Linked DNA regions of Mus musculus: all the other regions are linked to region 1. Evidence: chromatin contacts called from public promoter capture Hi-C data. All regions are on one chromosome and are shown on one strand. The core of a region is the stretch at or near the end of the contact, and the rest is flanking DNA. Distances in the headings are between cores, read along the strand shown. Region 1 holds the start of Exosc3 (exosome component 3). Region 2 holds the start of Npr2 (natriuretic peptide receptor 2). Region 3 holds the start of Ccin (calicin). Region 4 holds the start of Anp32b (acidic (leucine-rich) nuclear phosphoprotein 32 family, member B).

The links. Promoter capture Hi-C pulls out the DNA fragments that hold promoters and counts their contacts.
Region 2: a contact with region 1 is called in a promoter capture Hi-C map of liver, with 3 times the contacts expected there. The contact joins the promoter of Npr2 here to the promoter of Exosc3 in region 1. A contact is called at or near these places in 4 of 39 promoter capture datasets (hippocampal neurons, liver and pre-B cells).
Region 3: a contact with region 1 is called in a promoter capture Hi-C map of pre-B cells, with 5 times the contacts expected there. The contact joins the promoter of Ccin here to the promoter of Exosc3 in region 1.
Region 4: a contact with region 1 is called in a promoter capture Hi-C map of liver, with 5 times the contacts expected there. The contact joins the promoter of Anp32b here to the promoter of Exosc3 in region 1. A contact is called at or near these places in 4 of 39 promoter capture datasets (the 3T3-L1 cell line, hippocampal neurons, liver and 1 more).

Annotation. Positions count from the first base shown.
Region 1 is chr4:45,318,783-45,322,474 of GRCm38.p6, reverse strand. Exosc3 (exosome component 3) reads left to right here and starts at 1,859. Exons shown (of 4, transcript NM_025513.4): 1 at 1,859-2,204; 2 at 2,776-2,925. The coding sequence starts at 1,884.
Region 2 is chr4:43,630,156-43,633,847 of GRCm38.p6, reverse strand. It overlaps Npr2 (natriuretic peptide receptor 2), which reads right to left and starts at 1,913. Exons shown (of 22, transcript NM_173788.4): 1 at 997-1,913; 2 at 118-323. The coding sequence starts at 1,663.
Region 3 is chr4:43,981,522-43,985,213 of GRCm38.p6, reverse strand. It overlaps Ccin (calicin), which reads right to left and starts at 1,710. Exons shown (of 1, transcript NM_001002787.2): 1 at 1-1,710. The coding sequence starts at 1,619.
Region 4 is chr4:46,448,813-46,452,504 of GRCm38.p6, reverse strand. Anp32b (acidic (leucine-rich) nuclear phosphoprotein 32 family, member B) reads right to left here and starts at 1,579. Exons shown (of 7, transcript NM_130889.3): 1 at 1,156-1,579. The coding sequence starts at 1,209.

The DNA of each region.
Region 1 (3,692 bases), core at 610-3,109:
CCTGAGTTATAAAGGAAGAAAGAAGCATAATTTACCTCTGCCCAGAGAACGTCTCTCTGTGAGAGACTAACCAAGTGGTACAGTCTAGGGGGCTTGAAAGGAAAAAAAATGGCGCTCGACAGGTGGAAGCAGAAACCTCTCAAATGCAGACGACATAATCAGCTGTTGAAGAAAGCTCTTTATGAGGAGTGAAGAAAACCACAAACTGGACACCAAGAAAAAGACCCTTTTCAAAATACATAGGGGATTCAGCACCCCAAATCCAATCTTTTCTGGAGAACTGGCGTTTTTAAAGTCTTTGAAGAGTCTCTCCCCCCCCCCTCCCCCAAATGTAGGGTTGGTCGATTTGAATAAAGAATTGATGGTGAATTAGGCCAGAACTGTTGTGTAATGTGTCCTGTGCAGGCCTTGAACTTGTTCAACCGGCCCATCAGCAGGGGGCTTGCTGTTGTTGCAGGTGAGAGTTAAAAGTGTGGGGGTCCCTGCAAGCTCTGCTGCCAGCGGATCCCCAGAAAGTAAGAAGTAAACGTGGTTCAGCATGACTTAGCCGGGCTGGTACAAACTTCGGGAGTCTGACTCCAGTTTATTTTTATTTATTTATTTATTACTTATTTAAACAGTAAAACTTTCAAAAGAAAAAAAAAAAGGTTTTCTTGTGACAACTATTACCACAAAGCTTAGGACACGGTTATATCTAAACTCCCTTGCAAAGTGCATGTTTTCTTGAAAAGCACCATGACCTCTTCCACAAGAGTGGGTTCTGTTGACTGAGAAAACATGCTCAGGAGAAGAGCCTAGGGAGGAAAGGTTTTTATAATCATAATAGCAAACTCTTTTTCAAATCCATGAGATCTCTCTTATAAGGATGGAGTCTATGGACTGGAAATGCTCAGGAAAAGGGGGATTCAGGTGAGAGCTAGCTCCACAGAATGGTAAAATTACCTGGTATTCAACAACCTCCATTCCAGCCTTCCAAGTGAATAGCTGTCAATTTCTTCCATTGAAGAAAAAGATCTGCATGTTTAACAATTCTGGTTTCTATAGGACTACCTGGAAGCACATGCCCTCCTACCCTCTACACAAAAGCCTACACAGCCTTTTTTTGAGGCTGCTAAGCTTGTATTGAGTTAGGAGGTTGAGGTTGAGGAAGAAGTTAGCCAACTTGACAATTCATCACCTGTTACCTAGCCGTGGCTCCTCTCCTTATCTGCCTACCTCGGAGTCTTACTCTCAGTCTTTCAATAGCACTAATTAACAACTTGGCTGGGGCACTTGTATTTCAGTTGTCCCTTATATCCAGGGATTAAATGGCTTGCCAGCATTTTACCAAATTTGCAGGAATTGTGATGCCCCTTCCCTAAAAAAAAAATCTATAAACTCGAGTTGGCAGCAAAGCATCAAGCAACTGATCTCAGTCAATGCCAAGGCCTTCAGTGCTGTTGGAGAACTGAATCAATTACTCATTGAAGATGCCGACAGAGAAACGCTGGTTTCACAGATAACCCCAAAGTCAGAAAACTGTAAGTTCTTAAGTTCTTGCACATTGTGGGTTTTGGATTTAACAGTTTCTCACATAGCTGTTAGTGTGCTCCCAAAGAAGTAGCTGGGAGAATTCCTGAGTTACCGATGTTCCCAAGCCACTGAAGAGATGAACTCAAGTAGGTGAAAAGGTGTGATGTGTGTGGGAGGAGGTGGGAGATTGTTACATTAGGTACCGTGAAGCTACAGACACAGGGCAGGGAGTAGCACCCATGGGATGAAGCGAGTATCTCCCAAGCTCAAGTCCAACTCAGAAAGCCCACAACCACCGGAAAGAGATGACCCTGGTGGGCGGGTAGCGGAAGCGGAAGTAGATACCGGAAGCTGCGATGGTGACGCCTGCCATGGCTGAAGTACTGTCCGCGGGACCGGAGTCGGTGGCGGGCTGCCGAGCACGGGCCGTGCACAAGGTGCTGAATCAGGTGGTTCTCCCCGGGGAGGAGCTGGTGCTGCCGGACCACGAGGACGTAGACGGCCTTGGCGGCGCCGGGGAGCAGCCGTTACGCCTGAATGCGGGTGCGCGCCCGAGGCTGCGCGTAGTGTGTGGCCCAGGTTTGCGACGCTGCGGGGACCGTCTGCTGGTCACCAAGTGTGGCCGCCTGCGTCACAAGGAGCCCAGCGGAGGCGGCGGCGGCGTTTACTGGGTGGACTCGCAGCAGAAGCGGGTGAGCGGATGTCGGAGAGGCGGCGCTGCCGCGAAAGTGGGCCCCCTGCAAGCGATCATAGGTTAAGGCGAATCTAGAGCCGCGGTGGCTTCTAGCCCCCTCTCTGCATCTTCTTTAGAGGAACCACAATAGGAACACATCCTGAGAAGGGTGACAGGAGAGAAAGGTTCCGTGAGATCTTGTCTTGAAAAACCCAAAGCCTCGGGGTTGCCATTTGGTGTCCCAGTTGCAATGAGTCCAAATAAATCACAGGGAATTAAAATTCCCATAGAATAATTAAGAGCTTTCACTTAGGAATAATGTCAAATGGAGTGGGTTTCCTTGAATGTAAAGATTCTTGTGCCACCAGACTTGTAAAGGATGCTGAGAAAACTTGAAACTTGATCAAGTGTGAATTAGACGTTCATAAAGTTGGACTGGTGCGGGCCGGTTTTGTAGTTGCAGCTACATGGGGAGTATGAGTTGGCTGGATAGGTTGAGACCCACCCTGATCAACCTAGATGAAAGTTTCAGAAGATATTTTGTAATGATATTTGTATTATTTATGACTGTTCTTTCATTCTGCTTTTAGTATGTACCTGTGAAAGGGGACCACGTGATTGGCATAGTGATCGCTAAATCTGGAGATATATTCAAAGTTGATGTTGGAGGGAGTGAGCCAGCGTCTTTGTCTTACCTGGCATTTGAAGGGGCAACTAAAAGAAACAGACCAAATGTGCAGGTAATAATGGGAGTCTTTGGTTTCAACAAGAAAAAATATCCACTCCCGAGAAAGTTAACTATCCAGAGGGCTACTTGAATTGTCTTCAAAGCATAAACCAGTTCTCCAAGACAGTTTATAAGAGTTTCTCAGGCGCTGCGGCTCCAGAAGTATTGCTGTATGTCATGTTTGCAGCCTTGGTTCTTTTCTACCGGGTTGAAGAGTTACATCTGCTATCCCCCTCCTTACCTGTCATGTCTGAATCCACCCCATGAGGAAAATGGCCCTAGTCTAAGGGCCATGGGCACTATTGGCTATCTGTTCATCATGGCTCTAAATCCTTGGAGCTGGAGCTGACAGAAGAGTAATCTTGTTTCTGTAGGTTTTCAGGTTGGGCTTTCTGGGTAGTTTAGCCATGTTCTTCCTGAACACCTGAGCCAGAAATGTGCTGGCCTCTCTGCTGCTTTTTCTTCAACTCTCAAGGGTCTTTAGTCACTCAATCTTATTTGTTCCTTCTCTTATCTTTTGTATGCCAACCCCTTTGTCTCACTTTTGACAGGAGCGGGCAACAATCTTATGAACTCATTAAAAAAAAAAATCTCATTAAAAAAAGGATTGTTCAAATCACACAGAGAGCATTGTACTCAGGGGTCTTTCCTCGTGGTTTCTGTTACTTCATGGAACCATATTTAAGCTTCACAGTGTAACTGGGCTTTGTTTCCTTCCCTTGGGTCTTTATTAATGGTGTTCCTGTTTGGAGCTGTGTCCTCAGCCCTAGGAGACATCAC
Region 2 (3,692 bases), core at 664-3,163, 1.7 Mb after region 1:
TTCCCTTCCATAGCACACCACACCTGCCCTATTCCAGAGCCTTCAGGAGGGTCTTGGGAGAAACAGATCCTCCAACCAAGTGAGTCTTCCCATCTTTAGTTTGGGTTCCAAAGGTACCTGAAAGGCCTCTCTGAGGGCCTGGGCCTGTTCCTGGGTTCGATTGTCCTGCCATGGCCGGCCTGTTGCACGGGTGGGGCCTGCTCGGAGACTCTCCCCAAAGACATCAAGGTAAAAGAAGACATAGTCCCCATTGGTCAGGTTCTCCCTCTGGGCCTGAAGCAGGATCTCATGCAGCATTTCCAGGGGGCCGCAGATATACACAACTGGGAGTGCACAGGACAGAAGGGCACCCTGAGACAGCATCCAGGTCCCCCCTCCTCTCTGAGTCATCCCATTACAAGAGAGTGCCCTACCCATCGACCACCCAACAGATGTTCCCATCCCTCCCCTTAGAGCTCATGTCGCAAGTGCCCTGGGGCCACATGGACCATCTGGTCCAAGTCAGAGCCCAACTCCAGACCCCAGAGACTGGCGTGATGACCCAAGCCCCTCCTTCCCCCAAAGCTGTGTTTGCTAGACTTCACAGCCCCCACGTCCCCTCCTGCCTACCTCTCCCTAGGCTCACAAGCACTTGTGCTCACAATTTTTGTGTGAGCCTTACCTGCTTTCCCAATCAAACCTGAACCCATAGAGTCATCTCTATGCTACCAAGAGGCTTTGTGTTCCAATCTAAGGGGTCTCTGCTCACAGACAGGTGCACATTTCAGATCAGACATCACCCACATCCACTACTCAAACCCCAGCCCCAGGCTCAGCCTTGCTGACCTCTGACTGATGCCAGGTTCTCTCAGGAGCTCTGTCCTCAAAAGTTCCTCCATCCCAACCATCACATAGAACTCTCCCCTTCCTATCTCTGCCTATTTCTCTGTGTTGCACTGCTCCAGGGACATAGCGGCCCACCTCCCCTGTTTCTAAAACAGCCCGGGCCACACTTACTGCGCCCGTTGGCTCTGATGAAGTGGGTGGCTTGCTCAGGGCCACCTGGCTCTCGGGCATACACCTGGTGCTGCACACTGAGGTTGCTGCCCTGCAGGGCCTCAAAGACGCCCTCGATGGTGAAGTAGTGGGGCCGGTCATCTGTGCGAGCATCCAGATACAGCAAAGCAGCCCGAGCTGTCCAATTGAAGTGCCCGTGCAATGTCACTACAAACTCACCCAGCTTGGGCGCAGAGGGGCCAGTGCGAACCAGGGTACGATAATGCTCATTCTTAGCTGCAAAGCCAGAGGCCACTGCCCCCGCAGTCAGGAGGGGAAGGCGCCAGTGTGAGGCAAAGCGAGCCACAGAGGCAGCGGGGTACACACAACCGGGGCCCAACAGAAGGTCGGGGTCATGGTACAGCTTGAGGTCCACAGCGCGCAGTGGTGCCAGGTACTCAGAGCAGGCGCCGTCTAGTTCGGAGCTGACAAACCGCAGGTCCACGGGCAGTGCCCGGCCCAGTGCCTCCACAGCCAGTGCCACAGCAGGACCCACCCGTGGCCAGGCCCAGGCATAGCTCAGGTTGTGTTCTGGCAGCACCACCGCCAGCGTCAGGTTCCGTGCCCCCGGAGGACGCACCCCACCTGCCAGGGCTGCCACCACCAGCAGCAGGGATGGCAGTGCCATGGGGATAGAGCAGCTGACCCACGGTCCCCCGAACCAGGGGCCGCTCTGGCCTACTGGGCAGGCACAAGCGCCACCCAGCCTGGAGCCTGGGGAAGAGGGCCAGGAAGAGAAGTGGGGGCAAGCTTAGTCGGCCCGGATACAGAAAGTGCTGGGGACCACGCAAGAAGAGGATGGGGGGAAACCTGGGTCGGGAAGGAGTGGGCTACCAGCCCACAGCCAGGTCCAGGGACTAAGGATAGGGTGGCAGAAGGAAGAAGAGACCAAGGGGGCCTGCGACCGGGATGAGGACAGTGAGAGGTGAAGTAGCCTGACAATTCCAAGCCGAGAAGGGAGGAATCTGAGCCTGGGATGGGGTAGGGACTTGGGGGAGGCTGGCACAAAGAAACGGCCCGGGGACACCTCACAGCTGATCGGGCCGGGAGAGCAAAGAGCTGCGAGAAGCCAGAGCCCCGGGCTGAGGTGGGAGGGCGCCCGCCGCGGAAGGACTGGGACATGGGCAGGCAGGGAGCGAAGCGAGGCCTGGGCCAGAGGGGAGGGAAAGGCAGGGGTGACTCTCCCAGTGACGGCTTCTCCCGAAGCTCCTGCCTGGACTAACGGGCCCGGGCGCTGGTCCCATCCGGAGCTGCGGCGGCCCCGCCCGTGTCCCCCGCTCCTCTCCGCTCCGCTTCTCCCGGGCCCGGCGGCCTGCGCTGCCCGCCGCTGCCTCCCGCCCCCCGCCTGGGCCCCCGCGCGCGCCGCTCGCTCGTCCAGGTCAGGTCGCCTCGGCCCGGCGCGTCTCCGCTCGCTGCGCCCGCGGCGGCGGCCGAGTGTGACTTCCCCGGCAGGCCGCCCGACCCCGCCCCTCCCCCTCCCCTCCCCGCCCGGCCCCACCCTCCGGCTGCTGCTGCCACCCCCACCCCTGCCTGGCGCCCAGGGACCTCCCAGTCCCCAAACCACCCGGTGAGCGCCCCAGGGGCTCAGCACCCCGGGCCTCTAGGCCAGCGAGGTTCATGGGCGTCCCCATACTGTAAGGGCCTTCCTCTGCTTCCCCCAAGCCCCTTGTGCACAGGACTGCTCCCATCTCACTCATGCCTGCCTTCTTCCCTTGACACCCCACTTTTCTTAGAGTCCATTCACTCAATCAGATTTCCGCAGATGCTCCAGTCTCCAGGAAACTGTCAGAAATCCCCAATCACTGGGTATCCATTTATTCCTGGGTAGGGAAAACTCTACCCATCTCCTCAACGCCAGAGTGCTTTTCCTCAGGCAGGAGGAAGTCAGACCCTCATGGCACCAAAGGACTCCATTCTTCTCGGATCTTTATGGAGTCCACGAGTCCTCCTCTTCCTGGGGACTCAACTCTCCACTCTGTTTCTGTCTCCACGGTCGTTCTGCTCTTATGCCTATTGGATCCATCAGCCATCTGTTCCCAGGGCCTTGTCCTTTTGTCTTCCTGAGCCACACTTGGTGGGAGCTTATGGACTGACTAAGCCTAACAGGCCTCAGCAATTAAAGTTCATTGTACCCCCACCTAGGGATCCACCTCACTCCTAAAATTCCAGGCTAGAAAGTTCATCCAGGTACCCCTTATCTGGAGTGCTGACCCCATCTGGAAGAACAGCTTGTGAGAGATGACATCATTGCAAAGGGAACAGCTATGGCACCTTGGGGAGTTCTCAAATTATCAAAAAGGACATGCACATAAACACATTCTCCTCCATGCCGACAGCCAGTTTCTCTCCCACTTGAAGCCACTTCTCCAGAAATCACAGTGCCAAGAAGCCAAAGGCTCCCCAGCAGAGACTGAGAGCTTGCAGGCTGAGGACAATCTTTCTCTGAGATGAAGGCGACCCCTAGTGGCTTGAGGAGAAATTAAGGACCGAGTCTTTTTATTCAGAGCCATGAGTTCTGGCTGCTGTAGGCTGGAACACGAAAGAAGCTAATTGTTTCAGCTCTTGCCTTAGAGGGGCACACAGCTAAAAACCCTGGTCCCTGGAGTGAACACAGAGGTCATAAGAAAGCCACATTGACAAGTGGCCCTGCTGGATGC
Region 3 (3,692 bases), core at 461-2,960, 1.3 Mb after region 1:
TGGACATCGCTGGCTGTGGTGACACCCCCACATACAAATACCTTGCTGTCTCCAATGGAGCAGATAGCATGGGATACATCCAAGGGACAACTGTTGGGCAACAGAGGTACTGAGGTTGTCGACTTGTTGGCCTTGATCTTCTGTAAGTTGATTTCCACGCTCTGCCGGTGGCTGTGTACACGAAGGATGTTGTCCTGATGGAACGAGAGCAGGGGCCGGTGGTTGAATTCGATGGGGAAGGTGATACACTGGACCACTTCCCCCGTGCAGGTGTCAAAGCAGTCCACTACACCGACCCGGGAGATGTAGCCCTTCACCAGGCATCGCCCAGTGACAATGTACAGGTTCCGGTCACCCTTAGTGATGACTGCTGTCCCGTCCATAGGGATGCTCATCTTCCCCGCCAAGCACCAGGCTTCCTTGCGTTCATCATAGCGATAAATGTTAGAGACGTACCGGCGTGGGGCAATGCTCCCACCCACTGAGTAAACTGTTCCCCCGCAGGTCACCATGGTGTGGAAGACAAGCCCAATGGGCAGGTCAGGTAGCTTGGTCCAGGAGTTGTCGTCCATGTCATACCGCCACGCTGTCTTCAGTCCTGAAATCTGCTCAGTGGTGCCACCGGATATGTAGATGTAACGGCCAGCAGCAGTGGCACTGAGCGCGGCTGCCCGGTATGGCATCTCTGAGAGCTTCAGCCACAGGTTCTCCTGGATGATATAGGCAAACACCCCATCGTTGAACTTACCGTGGGCCTTCTGGCCACCCAGGATGACCACCGAGTCAAGCAGGGCCCCTTTCCGCTGGTAGCTCAGCAGGCTGCACGGGCGCTCCTGCTTGCGGTCCATCAGGACACTTTCGATCAAGGTCGCGTGGGCAGAGTTGTTCTCCAAGCCAACCAGCTTGTTGCTGGCAAACATCAGCGTCTTGTTGGAGACCGCATTGAGATTGATGTAATTGAAGAACTTCTTGAAGTATTTTTCCCGCTCCTCCTTCCGGAAGTACACCCAACTGATGAGTGCGCTGAGCGCCTGGTCCTCGTTGAGCACGTGGAGGTTTTCATCCCGGAGCAGGCGACCGAAGATGACGGGTGGGCAGCGCATGAAGTGCATAGAGCCCTCGGGACTGGCCCAGAAGTGGAAGTTGTCACGAATGCCAGAGTAGGCCAAGTCTGATACTTCTTTGAGCTCGAACAGCTCAGCCAAGAAGAGGTAGCGCAAGCAGTTGACGCGGCGAATAGACTTAATAAGGAAGTCATTGCAGTGAATCCGAAGGCGTGGGGTATTGAAATACTGTGCGCCCCGGAGCAGCTCCTCCACGTTCTGCTCTGAGATCACCACTTTGCCGCTGTAGAAGTAATCCAGGAGCTGGTCCACCGTGGCTGGGCTCAGGTAGTTGGGGTCGATGGTGATGTAGAGTTCATCGGTGGTCTTCATGTCGTTGCTGGAGATGAGGCTTTTCACTAGTGGAGAGACGGCAGCCAGCACGTTGCGATGTGCGAAGAAGACATGATGGTCCACAGTCAGGGCCATGTCCCAGTACTCTTTACGCTTCCTCTGTTTGTTCAGGTTTTGCAGCACAAAGCTGTTGTAGTTTTTCTCTGTGAATTCCAGTTTCATGGTGCTTCTTGTTGGCCGAGACAGAAGATTCGTAGCAGGTACCGGAGGGCAGACTTTTCCAGGCCTTTGGGGTTTGTACTGATGGTTGTTTGCAGAGCAGCTGACCAGAGAGGAGTGGGCGTGGGAGAGAGGGTGACGTCATAGAATGGATGAGGTCATCATAATGTAGCCCCCTCCCCGCCCCCAGGCCTTTCTCTCCCCAGAGCTTCAGAGGAAGCTCTGGAATGGGGCCACGGTGTCCCCCTGGGCCTTTCAAGTCACAGTCCTCGGCTTCGCCGGGAATGTTCGAACTGGTTTGGGTGGGGCAGAGAGCAGCTGTGGAGAGGGAAAATTTAGGGTGGGAGGAGAGGTTACCATGATCTAGAAGCCTCCCTTTTAACCAGAAGGCTGAAGTCCTGCTGAGGAAGGACTCCCCCTGTCACAGAGGCAGTTAGAGGCAGAGCAAACCTGGAACTCCCACAGTGTGGGGCGTTACAACCCTTTCACCCCTTCAGGAAGTGGGGACCAGACAGTTTTCATGGTTCAATTCTTAGGCCCTGAAGGCCCTTTTTTCTACCAAGGTTCCTGGACGTCTGAGAAGACAAACCCTCTGGCTTCTGATCTCTGTAGTCAGAATACAGTTTTCATGGAGAAGTGGGTGACACTCACTGGAGCAGAAATGGAGGGGCCAGCCAGCCCTAGGAAGATGGGAGGACTTGGAAACGCCAGTACCAGGTTTCCAACCTCCCATACCAGGTTTGGAAACTTCCCATACCAGGTTTCCAAGTATCTAGTAAAATGCTGGGGAAATGCCTGATTCGGCCTCTCCACTCCGAGTTTCTTAGACCAGTTCACTCAGGCCTCAGATTCCTCTTCTGTGAGATGAGAATACTCGCTTCAAAGTGCAGCAGGCACAGCGCTTAGCTTACAGCAAACGTTCCAATAAATGCCAGTTCTTGTTTCTTAGTTGATATAACCACAGCTGTGGGCATCCCCGAAGCCCTCGACGGGTTATAGGAGCCTGCTTCGGCCGCACGGTGGCGCTGCAGGGTCACCTCCTGGCCAGAAGCACGCCGCCTCCGTGCTCAGCTTCTCCAATGGCGTAGAGAGGAAACTCACCCGCCCCGGGGCGTCCCTTTCTGCCTGCTTTGTCCCGCCTAGGGCTCCTTTGTGTAGGAGCGACTCTGAAACTCATACGTCTGGACCCGGGGCTCACAGTGTGGCAGACCCACACCTGTTCTCATTTTACAGATGTGGACAGAGCCCGGCAATGGTGTATGACCAAAGCCACCCTGGGACCTCTTAGGAAGAACCGTGCCATATGGTCACTTGTACTGGTCAGGAGGACCTGACTGCAGACCCCATCTCCACTGTGGGCTCCAAGCCTCACTCCAGACCTTCTGGTCCTCCTGAACGCCCCTCCCAGAGTGACTGTCAGCTCCATACCCACCACTCTCCAGCCCTCTTGCTGGCTTGGATTCTCATTCATCTTTCCATCCCACACCTAGCCTTTTCCTTATCTAGGAACTTGGTAATTTAAAGTTTGTTTGTTTGCTTGTTTGTTTTTGTTACAGGGTTTCTCTGGGTAGCCTTGGCTGTCCTGGAACCTCTATGTAAACTAGGCTGGCCTTGAACTCAAGAGATCTACCTGTCTCTGCCTCTCAGGTGCTAGGATTAATTGAAGTTTTGTTTTTTTTTTTTTTTTAAACAATTATACTTTAATAGTGAAGTTACACATCTTGATACCTGACTTCTGGGGCAGATAGTCTCTTTGGATGTGATGCCTGTGAAGGGGTTAGAACTTCTGTCCCCCTGCTTGGGGTACTTAGGTTCCAGCCCCACTTCAAAGAACTCCCTATGTGGCTGAGCTCAGTTCCCCACTACCTAGTCTCTCTCTCTGTCTCTCTCTGTCTCTCTCTCTGTGTGTGTCTCTCTCTCTGTGTGTGTGTCTCTGTCTCTCTTTCTCTCAGGGAATTTCAGCTCTGCACGCTTCTCCAGGTCTCATCACCTGAGAAACAGGGGCCACTTGGCCAGAGGAAGCATCGTGAGTCTGATAAGGATGCCTGAATCCAGTGGCATCCTGACTGTCAGACC
Region 4 (3,692 bases), core at 330-2,829, 1.1 Mb before region 1:
CGTGGGCCCAGGGTCGAGCCCACGCGCGCCGCAGCGCACGAGAGCGGCGTCGGGCCCGCGGCCTGCGCACAGCCGGCCGCAGAGGCCGCCGCGTGGAGCACGTGCGGGGCCCAGGCCGCCCCAGCCCCGCGTCGGCCACCGTTGCCCTTTTAAGAAGGGGGAGGGCGCCCGCGAGGGGACGAGGCGGCGGTGGCCGAGCGCCGCGCTTCCAGTGCGCGCGGAGACGAGCCCCGCGGGGCGGGGGCAGCCCGGGGACCGACAGGCAGCGCGAGGGCGGCCGGCTCACCCGGCGGAGGAAGACGGCGCCCGCCAACATGGCGCTGTGGCGCGCCCCGGCTGGCGCGCGGAGCCGCCGGCCGCCCACACCGAGGGGCCGGCCTCCCTCTCGGGCAAGGCCCCGGGCGGCGGCGCGGGGGAGGGCGAAGCCACCGCGGCGGTGACGGTGCCGGGCCGGCTGGCCCGGGGAGCCCGCGTGGGCAAGGCCGAGGGCGAAGGCGAGCCGGGCAAAGGAGGGGCAAAGTTGGATTTTTTTAGGCTTGAAAAAATGGCGGGAAGCGCATCCTTTTTTCAAACTTGGCCTCGGGAGGGGCGGCGGTTGCGCCACCTCCGCCGCCAGGCCCGCCCCTCCCCCGTTCCGCGCCAGGCCGCGCCCGAGGGGGGCTCCGCGCCCCCCTCAGGGACCCGAACACCCTCCTCGGCGGCGAGGCCCTGTCGGCCGCGGGGCGCATGGAACCCGGCCCGGCCCCGCGGCGGGCCTGGCGGCGGCGCGGCGCCTCGGCAGGCCCGGCCTCCGCCCGGCCGCGCATCCCGGGAGGCTGCAAACATGGCTCCCAGCGTTACACAACCCCCGCGCCCGCCCTCGCCGCCGGCCACACGCGCGAGCGCTCCCTCCGGGAGAGGACCGGGCGGGCGAGCGGCTCAAAGTTTGCTTCTCCACCCGCCGTCCTCCCCGTGGCCGCGGGGGCCCGCGGGCGCCAAAGAGTTAAAGCCCGCGCGCTCGCTCCCCCCTCCGCGCCTTCCGCCCGCCTTCCCTGTCCCCGTCCGAGCTGCGAGCAGCGCCTTCCCCGCGCCGCGGCCGGAGCCCGGTGGCCCGCAGGTGGCCACCATTACTTGCAAGTCATCGGGGGGCGCGGGCGCCCGAGGGGTTCTGCTTACGGCTGCCGGGGTCCGGTTCCTCAGCTCCAGGTGGATCCTCCTCTTCATATCCATGTTCCCCTCGTCCCCCCTCTCCAAACTTAACTTTCCGCGGCGGGGGCGGAGGGGGGAGAGGCGACCCGGCCTGCGCGGCGAGGGCCGTCGGAGGGAGGCGGCTGGAGGAGGCGGCGGCGTGGTCCCCGGGCGGCGTGCGGGCGTGCGGGCGAGCGGAGCCCCCGGAGCCAAGTTACTCGCGGGAGCGGAGAGAAACCATGGAGGGAAAAGGGGGCTGGAGCGCGGCTCTGGCCTCACTACCGCCGCCCCCGGCCAAGGCCCCGCACTGCGCTTAAACCGGCGACGCGACGCGGCGGCTGCTCGGCTCCACTCGGCCCTGCGCGGCGCCGCTCGGCTCGGGAGCCCGGGCTGCAGCGCGGACTTGGGAGGCGCACGGAGGGCGGGGCGGGACCCGCCTTAAGCTCAGCCCGGACTGCGGCGCCGCCTCCCGGGTCGCGCGCGCCTCCTGGCCCTCGGGTCGCACGTGGGCTGGCTGATGTAAGACCTTCCGGTGCCGGGACCCCCGCCCCCACCCCCACCGGCACCCGCGCTCTCCTGGAGGTCGACGGGCAGGCTCAGCCTCGCGCCTTCTTCCGGGCTCTCCCGGACCCAATTTCGCCTGAGCCTTCGGGCGCCCTCAGAGGCTGTGGCTTTGGGGTTCACCCTGTTCCTCCCAGTTTTGAGGCCCATAGCCCGACCTCGCTGCCTTTAGGTCCAGTGATGTTAGAAGTGCCATCGAGGACCCTGGTGAGGCTGTGCTCGCTTCCCCGCCGTGTTGTACTAAAACATCAGCAGGGGCAGGCAGCTCCAGCCTCTTGCCCAAGCCACGCCGCATCTGAGCATCCCCAGTTCAGGAAACTTTCCCCTTGGCACGTGTTTGTTTTTAAAAATAAAAAATTTAATATACTTTAGAACTTTATCAGTACTTAAACTACAAACTAGCCAAGGAGACAGAAAACAACTATACATAAACACTGTTTTTAAACATGTGAGCCACTAGTGAAGGAAACCATTAGTAATTTTAATGACGCCTCAGTCCCCACCTTCTGACTTTTATCTCTTGGGGCACCCGTGGAAGATGTATACATTCTTGGTCACCATTAAGTTGAGTCCTGGGTTGGCAGCCTTTGTCAAAGTCTAATTTTAAGGGTCCCTGGATTTAAAGCACACGGCGTTGTGTTAAATGAGGAGCCTACCTCTGATATTAACCAGAGGCACTAAAGATTACTGTTTACTGGAGAAAAACATCATCTAGGTATTACCCTAAGATTTTAGTGCAAGAAGCCTCTTCCTATCATCCCATTTTGCCTTAGAGGCCCAAACTTTTAAATGATTATATATCAGATTCAGAAATAATAATTCAAGAGAAAAGAAGATGTGTAGGTTATGGGGGAAAGGTGAATAGTTATAGGTGTAGATTCACTCATAATTCCGTGGTAGTCTGGAAGGCTAAGACAGGAGAATGTGGGGAAAGGAAGGGAGTGCTGTGCTCCTTGTCACAAAAGATCTCCAACTATTACCTGATAGGCTTCACTGAGCTATGCAAAAAGCTTTTCAAAAAAAAAAAAAAAAAATCTACTGAAGCGCTTCCATAATCAATCACCGAGCATTGGCTTTTAAGAGCTTGCGCTGTTATGTCCCATTTAACTTTCAGGCAACCCCTATGAAGTTGGTGATATCTTAATTGAAAAAAAATGAGGAATTAAGGTTTAATCATCACCAGTAGCCCAACAAAGTTAAGCTTTATAGGTCTGGTTCAAATCTGCCATATTTTTGCTCCACCCTGGTCTAGAGTGAGTCACCGTTGGGGACTCTTACTTTGGTACACTGGATGGAAAACAGTTGAGGGCCCTATGAGAACAGGTAGCCCACAGGTGGTGTCATGTGCTGTTGGTGGCAGGTATGGTCTGCGAGAGAGGAGTAGTCTGGTAACTCCCAAGGATGGTGGGATTGATCCTAGCTAGTATGTTGAGACTGTTATCTTTCCCATGGTAAACAGTCTACAGGATGAATGTATGTTTAATAAGATTAAGCTACAGAGTAGTTAATAAGCACAGCCACAGCATGCAACAACAACAAAAAAGAAGGCCAGAGAGTCAGAGGAAGAGCGACTACAGACAGGGCACTGTGCCTTCCTGCACAGTCGGTGCTGGCATGCACCTCTGAACAAAGAGCATGTGTCCCAGTGACATGCTGCTTTGTCAGGGGCTTCACTGCCAGAGGCATAAATAACACAGGCAGCACAGGGTGTGTCTCATCGCCCTACCAACGTCTACAGGACTCTCAGTCCAAGGGCCTGAAGGGGCTGTTGTCACAGGGCCTGGTGTTAAATATTGCTGTGCTTAATGTCACTGTCACTAATGGATCTGTGTGAGGAAGAGGGACAGTATGCAGTCGTATCCAACCTGCAGTCGTCCATGAGTTCATGGTTTGAGCTATAGTTGGAAGGAAGTGCGGGACAGTGAGGACATTCTGGTCTGTCAGGGGCGGCTGTGCAAGTGGGT